2 separate regions of the Mus musculus genome follow, and region 1 is linked to region 2. The links are chromatin contacts, called in public Hi-C maps. All regions are on one chromosome and are shown on one strand. The core of a region is the stretch at or near the end of the contact, and the rest is flanking DNA. Distances in the headings are between cores, read along the strand shown.

Evidence for each region. Hi-C and Micro-C count contacts between places; a contact is called where the count stands out from the background.
Region 1: a Hi-C map of cortical neurons shows a contact between it and region 2, with 1.7 times the contacts expected there. The contact joins two enhancer-like sites. A contact is called at or near these places in 1 of 15 datasets of contacts at CTCF or cohesin (pro-B cells), 1 of 484 Hi-C or Micro-C datasets (cortical neurons) and 1 of 9 other capture datasets (embryonic stem cells).

The regions. Positions count from the first base shown.
Region 1 is chr1:154,660,292-154,666,996 of GRCm38.p6, reverse strand. The region is part of intron 3 of Cacna1e (calcium channel, voltage-dependent, R type, alpha 1E subunit); the gene reads left to right. Among named protein-coding and RNA genes, the nearest start is that of Cacna1e, 62 kb to the left of the region's middle. Within about 2 kb of position 5,341, at least 56 of the 459 cell types and tissues checked have an H3K27ac peak or open chromatin away from gene starts, as enhancers often do. A contact at or near this core is called in cortical neurons, where this site is marked.
Region 2 is chr1:154,282,480-154,289,278 of GRCm38.p6, reverse strand. No RefSeq gene overlaps it. Among named protein-coding and RNA genes, the nearest start is that of Gm30465, 22 kb to the right of the region's middle. Within about 2 kb of position 2,973, at least 8 of the 459 cell types and tissues checked have an H3K27ac peak or open chromatin away from gene starts, as enhancers often do. A contact at or near this core is called in cortical neurons, where this site is marked.

The DNA of each region.
Region 1 (6,705 bases), core at 4,092-6,591, 380 kb before region 2:
AAGAACTCTACTAAAGACTAGCTGAGGCAGAGAAGCAGTTGGTCTGTTTAGGGTACTGTGGTTTCCAGTCAAGCTGGGGATAATGGCGGTGGTCTAAGAAGACTCGATGGTCATGGCTCTGGCCCTGCCACTCTAGCTCTCTCACAGGCTTATCTCACATAGACTAGCTGTGATTGCCTCTGGCTCTGCTCAAGCTGCCCATGAGAGCAAAATTCAAGAAGTGGAGAATCCATCAGCTAGACTTTCCCCTATGAGAACAGAGAAGAGTAAGGAAGAGCAGGGACAGGGAACTGCAGCCTGCCTATTCTGCCCCAGGAGACTTTTCCTCGGGGGTTTGGATGGATTTCATATCTGGACCATGGTAGCTGTCAATTGCATCCCTATGCTTGCCTAGCTTCTAAGCTCCTCTGTTTTGAGGAGAGAGTTTTTGTTTCCTAGCTCGCTGCTACCTCATGGCCCTCAGCTTGATCACTTTCCTTGTTATTCCTTCGGCCGTGTACCTTCCTTGGCTCCCTCTCCCCCAGTGATGGATAAGGAGAGCAAACAATCCCCGGGGGCTGGGGGTGAACTGAAGACTGAGCATCACGTGGCCATCAGGAGGTGTTAGAGATCACGGAGGGACTGCAGAACAACGTGATGACCAGCCTCAACTGGAGAAAAACTGACTTGATGGAAGAACGGATCATGACAGAGGGACATCTGCTATGGCTGACAGTTGTAAATGCAGAATACTCAACAAGTAGGCAAAGGATTGGCTTGGAAGGGAGTATGTGCCAAGTATTCAAGTTTGAAAGCAGTCTTGGGCTGGCTGGGAAGCTGGCCAGTGTGTGTTATCCTTGAGAGAGGGCGTTGGTAGAGAGATCTCACTCTGGCCTGAGGTTGGATGCTCTGGGCTTTTGCCAGCATCTTCCTTCCTTGAACCTCTGCCTAGCTGTCTGAGAACAAGGAGTGCCCTTCCCTGGCCCCACACATGCTCACCTCCTGCATTCCTGTTGCCCTTGGGCTTTTCATGTGGCCTGCTTCATTATGGCCACTGAGATTGCACCTCCTTTCTATGTCATGCCTGCTGTACAATTCTAGATCTGTTCTTTTCTATGCTTGGTGTGTTTGAAATTCTACAGTCACATGGGGAACTCTGCGGATCCCCCTCTAGGCTAGAGGAGAAGGAGGAATTCTCAATAGACAGCTGCTGACCATTTATGTTGTTGAAGAAAAAAAATCATCTATAATAGATAACCGCTGCTGCGCATGATCCATTGTGATAGTCACCATCTTCCCATGTTGTCTCTGATTCTTTGTCACAAGCACTAGGCTTTCAGGGCACAGGTTTTGAGCGTGAGCCCTAGACCATTGTGCACTCTGGGATTTGGACCTCAGTATCAATGTGGGGTCAGCAGTGTTGAAGTAGAATTAGACTCATCATTTTTTCTGCATTTGTTATAGCATTTGTTATTTCCCAACTCCTGCCTGTGTTTTTATAATTTTATGTGTATGAGTGTTGGCCTGCATGTTTGTATGTGCACCAGATGCATTGTCTGGTCTCCCGGGAAGCTAGAAGAAGGTTTTGTATATTCTGTAACTGGAGTTAGAGATGTTGTAAGCCACTGACATCTGGTGTTGGTAATTAACCCAGGTTATTTACAAGACTAGCAAGTGCTCTTAACCTCTGAGCCATGTCTATAGCCCCACAGTAGGCACTCTTAACCCTTTAGCCATCCCCCCAAGCCCCTCACATCTGCCTAAAAAAAGCCACATGTTTTTTCTGTTTGTCTCTTGGCTACCTCTATCTCATGACTTGGATGTTTTCATGGCTTTTTGGCTTTCTGACATCACATTCTCCCCAGTTTCTTCTTTATAAGAAATATCCTGGAGCCCCATCTTCAGAGAGCCCCCATCTCCTAAGATGTGACCCTGAATGCCTCTTCATTTCCTAGTCCCTAGATTCTGTGGTCTCTTTGTGGCCTGTAGTGGCTTCCTCAGCAGTATGCTGCCCTAGATGTCAACTTCTACCCCAGAAGCTCTAGACACCTGCCTGCCTCTGCTTGCTCTTGTACACACTCATTACTCCATCACATTCCTCCCGATGACCTGCCATCCTCATCACTTGCTTCTTGTGCATTTTTCCAGTCTTTTTTTCCCTTTTTTGGCATCAAGAGCCACAGTTCATTTGAACTAGAGGGACCTTGGAGATCCTTTGGTCTGACTTCTCTCTGGACCTTCGAGAGGAGATGACTTGTTTGTTGTGAGTACAGCAGGTCTGTTTAATACCAGGCCTTCTTTTTGTAGTGCATCCCTGCTTCCATCACAATAGGCTACCTAAAGGTGATAGGAAGTGATCTCACTCTCATCTAACTAGGATGATGTCATCAATAGAGACAGAGATGCAGTGGAGATGAGAAACCATGTTTGTAGGAGGTTTCTTATTCATTGCTTTTGCCATGCAATTAGCATCATATTATAGTCTCTACTCATGCTTACTGTCACAGCCACAGATTGAGCCCTTTATTGTATCATCCTATGGCACCAATTTGTTTGCTATTTCATGCACCAAAGTAAAAACTGTCTCAATGACGTATCGCATAGCTCCAGGCAGAGGCTAGAACCAACTGTATGCTTAATTCACAGAGTATCAAGGGCAAGTCTAGAAAGCCTCACATTTGAGTTACTAGATATAATAAAGACCTTTCCACTCACAGCAGTGATAGCTTTTCTTAATTGTTGAACTGAGGCTTCCTAGAGTCCCCTAGCTAGAGTCACGGACACGTCCTCCCCTTCTGTTTTCACAATACTTTATTAGCATCTTTGTTTTTGCTCAGATAGTGTGGGTCATTACGAACAGACTCCTGCCTCCTCCTGGATTTTGAGTTTCTGGAGGAAATAAATAGACTTTCTTTGTATGGCTCATGGGAGTCTTTGGCCATGAAGTGTGTCATGTTATTTTGCTCAATATCAGGTAGCTAAATTGGATGCTCTAAGTATTGACATAGTTAACTTCTAATTCATATGTGTTCTGTCTGCCCATCTCATAGCCTCCTTTTACAATGTGGCCAAACCCCAGACTGGGACTAAGGCCAGGCTGGGAGGGTTTGGGATGATTTCCAGATGGGCAGAGGTAGTTGTGTATCTGGGCATGCCTATAACCACATCTCAAAGCCAAGTATACAATCAATTACCTTGGTCTTATCCATCATATTTAGTTGGCTAGGCTGCTTCTTCCATTAGCCCAGATAATGAAGAGATGGCATTTGTATTGTTTATGTTGTGGCACAGAAAACAATGCCCCATCTAGATAACAAGGCATAGTAGCCTTTTCTGAATACTCAGATGGAAGTGGTCTGGGGAAAACAAGCATGTCTGAGAGGAACAGAAACAAAGAGCTAGCCAGAACAAGGAATTAGTGAGAATGCTGGACATTTGGTTTCTTATAAGAATATAGTTTTGTTTTAATCTCAGGTGTGAGATATGGGGCTACTTCAGATTGTCCTCAGCAGCTGACTCTGATTTGCCTTGAGCGTTAGCAGAGCCATGGTTTTGCCAGCTGCAGGTCATTTCTTTGATTATGTGATGTTAGGAGTTGCTGGAATTTTTCAGTGCATGTATAAATGCTAGGGCCCAGAGAGGTGGGGTGGGTTGTTGGTGGTTTGTTGTTTGATTTTGCTCAAGGTTTGTTAAGTAGCCATGTGCAAAGAAGAAACAAGAAGACAGTGGATATTCTGATGATAAAGAACAAACTTACCGCAACTCAATGGCCCTGGTCAACAGAAAGTATTCTGATAGAACATCACCTGCTCTCTGACAACTAACTTCGTTCAGGAATCTCTTTCCTCTCTCATCTTTATCCCTTTTTCTCTCCAATTTACTACTAGGGGTTTAAAGGGTGGAAAAGGAGTGGAGAATGTTAGAAGAAAGAACCCACCAAATAGCTAAATCCAGCTACAAGGAATTGATCTGCATTGATTTCAAGCCCCAGGGATCTTACAAATCTAACTCATCTTACAGAATTAAGAAATGGAGCCCCCCACTAACATGAGGGTTACTGAACTGGATTGAGCCAATGGAACCAAAGAGGAAGGGGACTGATACGAGAGACATTTATTGACATTTAACCCTAGAGGATGGGGGGAAGGGGGAATCAAAGTTGAACCTCAGGCTGGGGGGTGACTCCCTATATTGAGGTGTGTTAACATTCTGGATAAGGAGCAGTCTGAAGTGTGGAGCTTTGAGGATGGTTTTGGCTCTGTGAGTTCAATGTGCTGTTTGAACCATTGGGTAGCACTCTTATAGGAGCACTGGAGTTTAAGGCAGGGGACCTTGGACTTCTGGGATCTATCATTATATGGTGGCTGTTGGAACAGTAGATAGGGGCTAGATTCTTCCTGGATTCCTAGAGAGAGAGAGAGATACAGAGAGAGAGAGAGAGAGAGAGAGAGAGAGAGAGAGAGAGAGAGAGAGAGAGAGAGAGAGAGAGATGGGAAGAGACTGGTGACCTGAGTCGAAGTCAACAGTGCATGGGCAGATCCAGGTCTCTAGCAGGGTGGTTGTTGGAGACCATTAAAGGGAAATGAAGGAAGACAGAGATTCTGGAAGAAGAAAATGGTTCTCTGGGTCAAAGGAAATGTAGAAAGGCTATGCTGGCAATCGCCTGGGAAACCCCGATGTTTCCTATTCTTACTCTGTAAGTGAGTGCTGTTCCTCTGTGGCAGATAGTAATGCACCAGGAGAGGAATTCTTCCTGCTCTGTGTCTTAGAGTCCACACGTAAAAGTCCCTGCTGGCTCTGGGCTTTAGTCACGTGGCATGGAACTAGTCATCCCTGGGCAGTTTGCAGAGAGAGGGAGAGGGGGCTGGGTGTGAGAGATTGGTGTCTTAATTTTAGCAAGACTTTTGGAGCTCCTTGGAAGGCAAGCTTTATTTCTACAAAAATAGAAAGTATTATTATTACTACATCTTCGTGCTGCATTGGAGCCAAATACTGGAGTCCTCAATACTGTATTTATTTCCCTGGGCTTTGGGAAGGGTGGAAAAGAATGGGACATTTAGGTTGCTAAGTGACGTGCTTCTAAAAATATTGAGATTCCCTAGTGGCTCCTTCTCCTGTTCTTTTGGTTGGACTAAGAAGATGATAAGGTCAAGTAATAGCCTGACCCTGTATTGAGGTGGGCCCAAGGCATCTTGTTGGGGAAGAATAGAATAAACTCTCCCTCTTGGACCCTCCTACCTGCTTCCCCTTAGGGCCTACTACTTTGAGAAATCACAGGAAAAACTGGGCCTCCCCCTGCCTGAATCCAAGAGCCTTGCCTAGGCAGGCAGCCCTGATGGTTGCCATGGTGATAGTGGGTGGTTGGGGGAGGCGGTGATGCAGCGTTTGGCCTGTGCAACTGAGGTCCCCAATGTAGGCTGCCTGAAGCTTAAGCTCCTGATACTCTTGGCGATTCTTCTAGGATTCCAGAGCGTCACTTGCTACAGTGTTGAAATCTTCAGAACTGACAGGCATCTAGACAGCCGAATCAATCCTTCATTGTTTAATATGTATCTCATAGACCCATAAACTTGTGGGATTCGGAGCTCCACAGAGACCTTGGTAGGGGAAAGTATATGCAGAAGAGAACTCTGTGCAGGGGAGAGGGGCTAATACCACAGACCTGAGAGTCGGGGGATGTATTTAAGAGCTTCTAACTCATCAGCATCCCTGACAACTGGACACTAAGCCCCTGAGTTGACAATGATTATGATATGAAGTTCATTATAGAACAGAACAGAACACACTATTTCATTGTTGAATTAGATTTCTCTTTTTCTCTTTGGCAAAATCTCTCCCTTCCTGACTTGATCCAGCCTCTCAAAAGCCATGCAGTAAACAGAGCACGAATGCCGTCGTCTAAATGATGTCACCAAACAAAACATTCATTCTTTTGTTTTTTATGTATCTTTTTGTGTGTATGTGTATTCACATATGTGGCTATGGAAACACATGTGCTATGGTGTGCCTGTGTGGGGCCAGAGGACAACCTCAGTTGTTGGTCCTCATTGTTGGAGATAAGGTCTCTGTTGGTATAGCAGCTTAGCTGGTCCATGACCTTCTAGGGATTCTTCTGTTTCTGCCACACCCATCTCAGTGTAGGAGTGCTGGGATCACAGGCATGAGTGATCATACCTAGCTTTACTCGGGTTCTGAGGGTCTGAACTCAGATTTCCAGTTTTGTGTGGCAAGTGCTTTGGCCCAGCCTCCAAACATAGGTAACTTTTCATCTGATGTCATCTCTCAATGCCTTGCTATGTTTCTGCCTTCCTGAATTTCAACATAGTTTCTTCTCATACATCAGTGTATGCTGATTATAGTAATATCTTGTGTTATGACATTTTCATACATTTGTATCACTTGCTTTGATGATAACCACACATAGCCATTGACCTTTTGTCTCAGTATTACTTTTTAAAATGGGACACTCTGAACAGAACATACAGCTGTAACTGGTCTGCTCCTCTGTAGAGTAGCTCAGGACAGAAGGCACAGGATTGGTGAAAATTCTGAGAATGGTATGTCCCCAGGCCATACCACTGTCAGACATGAAACCTGTGGGAGTCCTTCCCAGATCTGCATATGGACAATTGACCTTGTTCTCTACATTTTTCCCATTTAAACTGTTGATAAAAATTGCTGAGTGAGAAGAAACAACATAATGATAGAACTGCCTTTATGAAGTTT
Region 2 (6,799 bases), core at 1,724-4,223:
CCGTCGTCTTCTATTTCCTAAGCTAATAGCACTCTCCGATGCTTTCAATCAGTCCTCACAACAGTCACCACACTGACTGCATCCCTGGAGAGGCTGTGGCGCATCAGGGCTTCTTTCTAAAAGCCATGGCTCCCAGAATGCTCTAGGGACCGTCTGCCCTGTGGTGACCACAGCAGACCCATGAACTCCAGGAAATGAGATTTGATACTTCTGTCATTGAAGCCTGAGCTGGGAGCTATGCTCAGATGCTCCCACACTCACAAATCCATCCTGCACTTGAGCACTCAGTGAATCTGGAAACAGAATGCCAGTTTCACATCGAGCCTTATTGAACTTGATCTCATATTTCTCTAGCCTCGGTTTTTCTGGGCTATTAAGATGTTATTTAATGGTGATTCTGCCATCTCTCGATGTTTTTGTCTGAACTGGCATCTGGATTGTGAATTATGCATTAGAGATTCATGAGCAGGCCATAAAGGAAGAGCCATGGGAGGGGAAGAAACTGCCATTCATCATGAATGCCTTCTATGTGCAGGGTGCCAGGCATTTCCAGATTATCTGACCTTCTTTAATTCTAATAACTTTCTAGGAAAGAGTTGATGGTACAATTTCAGCAGATGGAGACTTTCCAGCACCTCAAAGAGTCGGACTTATCCAAAGTCAAGTGGATTGGAAGCAAAAAAGGCCTCGAAACCTCTGCAGTCTGCATTGGGTATCCACTGCACGGCTTCTTGGGGAGCGGTGCTGAGCATTGGTAGTGGTGCTCATGAATGCTTTCTTGGCTCTCCCTCCTTGGAAGATATGAAAGACTTTGTATTCCCTCACTTTCTTTGAGAGACTTCTTTCACCACATCCAGAAAAGTGTCTTCAGAGTGGCTGAGGGATGTCCTACACTTCCTGATCACACAATAGGAAGCCACAAGAAGGAACTGAAGAAATCCTCATTTTTTTCCTGGCATTCTCTGGACAAGCAGTTGCAAGCTCTGTGTGAGGTTCCCTGTGCCTGTGTCCTGGATAACATTCAGAGGGAGCCTATGAAATAATGGTATTTTTTCCTGCCTTATCAAGTATGGAAACTAAGGTTTAAAGACGTTAATTCACCTGCCCAGGATCACATCTATCAACGGGCTTTTTTTGTTTACATGCATGCCCCTGTTCTCACCCATGATCTCAACAGGGAAGAGTCACCCAATGGAGGCCACAGCTTGGGTGGTCTGATCCGCCACTGGAAGATCTGTATCCTCATTTGGCCTTTCCTTCAAGAGTATCTGGGTTTTCTGAGGGCAACGCTGTATTTGCAATTCAGTGACATTCAGATCTATGTCTAAATTTCATTTGTTGTTGAAACTGATTATAAAGAAAAGGAAAATAAATAAAAGGAGACTGGAGAGGCTGAATCATGCATGTCCATTCCAGAATTGCAGTTGCTCTCCTTGGTGAGGCTGTTCTGGCTGTGGAAGTCTAGTTTCTTCCAGGCGTGTGTGTGTGTGTGTGTGTGTGTGTGTGTGTGTGTGTGTGTGTGTGTGTGTGTGTGTGCATGTCCACCTGGTCAATCATCCTGGCTCACAGAGCTGCCTGTATTTTATAACTGCATGTGATGTCATGGCAATGACCCAACTAGGCCGACAGATTCCTGACAGGGGTGTTTCCCCAGACGTGTCTAGAGCGTCTTGATTTCCTTCACTTGTTCTCTCCAATGCTTCTTCTCCAGTTCTGGCTAAACACTGTCACCACCGTGAGTGGTAAGCTGCCATCTGAAGTGAAGTGACACACCGCAGCATGAAGCACTAGATGCAAATGGGAACATGGGATCTTAAGAAAGAATACTTCTGAAGCCCAGATCATTCAGCAGAGAAAAATCGTGCGAAGACTTAGGTGTTTTGGTAGGACTTGTTCATTTAAGTTGCACATCATTGCCTCTTCAGCTCAGTCCGAAGAGCAGATGCCCATTGTGAGCCTGCAGGTGCGATCTGGCTTCTCATCTCCCTGCTGCTGCTTCCTATTCTTCCACTGCCTGTCCATCCTGCCTAGACGGGGCTCCCGTGACTTCCAAAGACTTCCATAACTCTGTGGACCTCCCAGATGTTCAGTCTGCTAACCCAAGCCAGTTTTGCAAAGTCTAGATTCTTCAACTGAAAGATCAAGGTCCAGCTGTTGAAATAGCTGCCGGTGGCTTCTTAGTTACCAGAAAGAGTTATCCTGTTTGATGACTTGACTTTAGGGGAAGAAACAGTGTTCATGGTCAACCCAGTTGGCATCCCAAACTGTTACTTTTAGCTGGAGTCCCAGTAGGGAGACTTGAGCCCAAGATCCTCTTGATGTGATGATTGGTCCCACAAACTTCCGAGGCTCTTCATCTACACCTAGCTCTGAGCAGCCTTGCCTGTGAAGATATGCTCTTTACTAGGACATGCTAGGCTAAGTATGCTCTGAGGCCATGAGGGAACAGAAGAGTATAGAACACTCATTCCAAATCACACTGTGATACAACACCTGTTATACAAGAGATAGTGATCATAAACACCTCTCTCTCTGCAACCAGGACACCTGAATAACTCACTGACAAAAATCAGCCCTTCATTTCTTTGATTCATGATCACCATAGTTCCTGGGGTGAGTAACCCTTTCCTCTGCATGTCCTAGATTAAAAGGGCAGTTTCTTAGGCAAACTTTAGTCTAAAATCCCACTACTCATCATTCCATGAGCGAGGAAAAAGGATCTGGGAAAACACTTAATTTGGGGGCTTCCTGCCATCAAATAACTAGACTTCTCTTTATATAGTTGAGTTCACTCACAGAAAACGGCATACAGTTTCTGCTCACTTCAACATGCCTTCCTTGGGCATGCAGGCGCCTGGTTGTGTGCTAGATCTTAAGGATGTAAAAATAGCTAACAGGACTTCTTTACTCAAGCAGTTTATAATCCAGTGAGAAGATCCAAACGCCTTATGTAATCATGTTATATATGCAAGCAGAGTGCTCTGTACAAGGTTCAGACACAGACACACTATCAAGAAGGAAGGTGCCGAGCCTGTAGATGTAGAAGCCTCTGGCAAAGGTCCCAATAGGAGATTCTGCCACATGGCTAGTTATATGCTTCCTGAAGACTGGTGGCCTGAGCAGACAGATCTTCTCTGTCTCTAGAAACCTTACCAGAAACAACACAGGGATCTTTTTCAAAAGGAATACATCTTGGGGGACACAAACAAAGGAAAGGAAATAATATCAAACAAACAAGCAAAGCAGATGGACTCTTGCTAACAGACTCTGCAAAGCTCCGAAGGCTGAGCTTTTAGCTGGCAGCAGAAGCAACTGAACAGTAGAGCCCAGGAAAGCACAAGAGACGTCCAACAACAAGGGTGGAAAATAAAGATGGACATAGGAGAAATGGCTGACAACTGGTTTAAGAGGCAGGAAGCATCCAGTGGCATCTTCTTACTCTCTACATGTCCAAGGCTTTGCTCTTGCGCCATAGCAAAGGACTCCATGGAGTGGACTAGAGGGTTGCTGGGATGGAGACAGGGAACAGGAAAGCCAGAGATGCTTTCCTAACAACAGGACTCCTGGGACTCTCAGGCAGGATTTAAGAGCCTTCTGCATCTGCAGCCAGAGCCTTACTACCTAGGCCATCCCTGCTATCACAACAGGACATGGTCCACAGTGAAGCAGCCTAGCCAGGTCTCCTAACAATGAAGCTATTTATAGTTGACAGCTCCCATTCGCCAGCAAGGAGCTTCTCGGTGCCTGCTTTTCATCTCGAAAGGACAGACCAGAACTTCCAGATGTTTGAGAAAAGGCTCTCTCATACCAAAACCTCCTTAGCCCACAACATCGTTTTAAGAAAAGAAAATTTTTTAAAAAGGTATTTAGAAGACTTTCAAGACAAAGACATTCTCTCTCTCTCTCTCTCTCTCTCTCTCTCTCTCTCTCTCTCTCTCTCTCTCTCTGTGTGTGTGTGTGTGTGTTTGTGTGTGTGTGTGTGTGTGTGTGTGTGTGTACAGATGGGGGAGAGAGAGAATCAATATTTTTTCAAGAGTTTTATTGTTGAAACAAACATAGTGTTCTCTTTTAAAATGAGGGAACATTCAAAAATCAAATATTAAAGCTCTCTCTGAAGTGAAAACTTTGAAAGCATGAACATATACTTGGCAGATAACCTTGAAAAAATTCCTCACAGAACAAAAACATACAAAGACAAAGAATACAAGAAATGAATAATATTAAATTAGAAAAACAGCTTCAAATACTAAGAAATTCCCAAAGGAAGAAGAACAAAGTCAGAATGAGTCCCACTTTCCCAGGTCTCCAGGGAAGGACCACGTGGATTGCCGAGGAGCATGAGGTGGACAGCACCAGTGACGAGCAAAACCTCACTTCAAGGGATATCACTGTAAAAACTTCACACTCCATGAGAAAGAAGCCCCTTCCTGCTTTCAGCAAAGTCACACACAGAGGATCAAGAGGCAACAATGCCCATGGCGGGCCTCAGTGTCTTCTCTTCACTGACCACTGGTCCATTGGCAATGACACCAGAAATTAGAAGTGAGACACTGATTTTAAAATTATGAAGAAAAATAACGCCAATTCAGGAGTCTATATGTGGGCAAACTGTCAATCAAATATCAAGGGAGAATAAGTCCATTTTCAGGCTCTGAAATTTTCAATATTTAATGTCCTTTATATGTTTCTCTAGGGTGTGGTCTCGCAAACAGAGGGAAGAATAATAAGATGAGACAATATGGGATCCAAGAAGAAACGATCCAGCGCAAGCAAGGGGAAAAGAAGATTCTGGGATGGTGATGAAAACTGAGACAGACAGGTGCTTGGCAGGTCTGTAGTGCAAACAGCACAGACTGAAGAAGAAAGAGAGAAGGCATCTAGATCATTCCAAGGTTAAAATGATGGAATTAATGTGTGGTGCATAATACATTGAGAAGAAATTTACATACGTGGAAAATGTGTAGGTAAAAATTGATGCTGAGTGAACAGGAACGTACACAAATGAAGAATTGGGACAATTATTAACTCCAGGGAAAATTAAAAGTTGTACAAGAAAGGAAATGTAATGGTGCTTTTACTACAGGGGCATGCTGTGAATACAGTCATAATTATGTAAACACTGAACACAGATCTCACTAAAAAACGATGATATAAGTCTTCTGGGAGGTTGGGGAAAGGAAAATTGTGGAGGCAGGGGAAGGAGGTGCTAAAGAGAGAGAGAAATCTTCCTCTTTCATAGTGAGAACTTAATAGAGAGTCTCCAAGAGTGGAGAACAAAGAGATTCATGTGGAAGTTATTCTGCAGAATGAAAATGAATGTCCAAAGAATAGCAAAAGTGGGCTGTCCCTGGGAAAGGTTGCAGATATTTTATTTTTTGTAACAAGGTTTGGAACCATTTGGCTTTTAAAAACATGAATAACAAACTAAAACGTAAAGATGCAATTCTGTGGATGGAGAAAAGCAGCAGCTACCTCCAGGACAGAGGAAGCATTGTATATAATTACCCAAAGCTTGGTGCTGAGTGGTGGGTGGAGGAAGCCTTCCTGGAGCCTGGGAGTGTGGCAAGATCTGGAGAGGTGAGCAGCCTCCAGATTTGAGGGCTCTGCAGGGATCATGTCTAGGATGCAGGGAGATACCTCTGAGTGAGCCATGGAAGATGGAAGACTGGCCGGGCCCCTTAAGATGGGCTGGTTGTCAGAAAAAGACTGAGTCCGGTGGTGCAGAATAGTGGCTCATTGGTCAAGCTAAATTCTAAAATGTACTTTCTGTGATCACAGTGGAGAAAAATACTAACCACAAGAAATCAACAAGGCTCCATGGTTCATGAGGCAGTCGCAGCAAAACAACTGTCTTCCTTCTGAAGTATGGCAATGGAAGAGCAAGAGAGAGCTGTGCCCCAGGATCTCTTGCTTCAGTTATTTTCTCTCTGCTCTTTTTGTGAACAAGATAGAGTGATGCATAGCTCAAGGGTTCAATCTTAGCTGATTTCTGGCCCAAGGTAGTGTTTTGAACTATGAATAGGATGGTGGCATTTTAATCAAGCTCCCACAAGTCAGAACCTGAGAAATTTGGCTAATAGTTGGGAATGGAAGGGTGGCCTCCTAAGTGATCTTGCCATGGGGAAAATAAATGGGTTGAACCTAACAATCTGAAATCAATAGAAACTAGAGTTTATTCCTCTAACTGATCCACTATCACTGGCCATCTGCTTAGCTTCCCTTAGATTCTGGGTTGGTCTCTTCTGGACTTCAATGTCAGCCTTCCCTGCTTTTTGTGTGAGATCCTCTCCACCCTCTTCTCCCCCACCTCCATGTGCTTCCACAACACAGACTCAGCTGTCAGCTTTAACTTCTCACTGCAATCACCCTTGTCCCCCAATTCCATCAGGGTTTAACACCCACTCACTGGGTTCCCACTGGCCGCAGTCAATGTGTGTTAAAGTAGTATATAGCAATTTAGAGCTGTTTCTTCCTTTACTGGTCAAGAAATACAATGTAGCAAAATAACTGATGGAGACTGTGTTCAAATGGTCTGATGGAGACAAACTTTCATGTTACAAGGCTGTGTGAAGGTGGAGAAGTTTTTAATTATTCTGTACTTCAGTATCATCTAAAGAGAAGGGTCATAACCTCTCCTAGCTTATAAAAAGGACCACAGGATTAAATGACTCCATATCAATAACCAGAACCATAAATTGCTTTGAGATGATTGTCATTTGGTCAGCAACCACTCTGTGATCCGTCTCTGTATTGTCTTAAAATTATTCTTTATAACGTGGCAAGTATAAGGATACCTGCT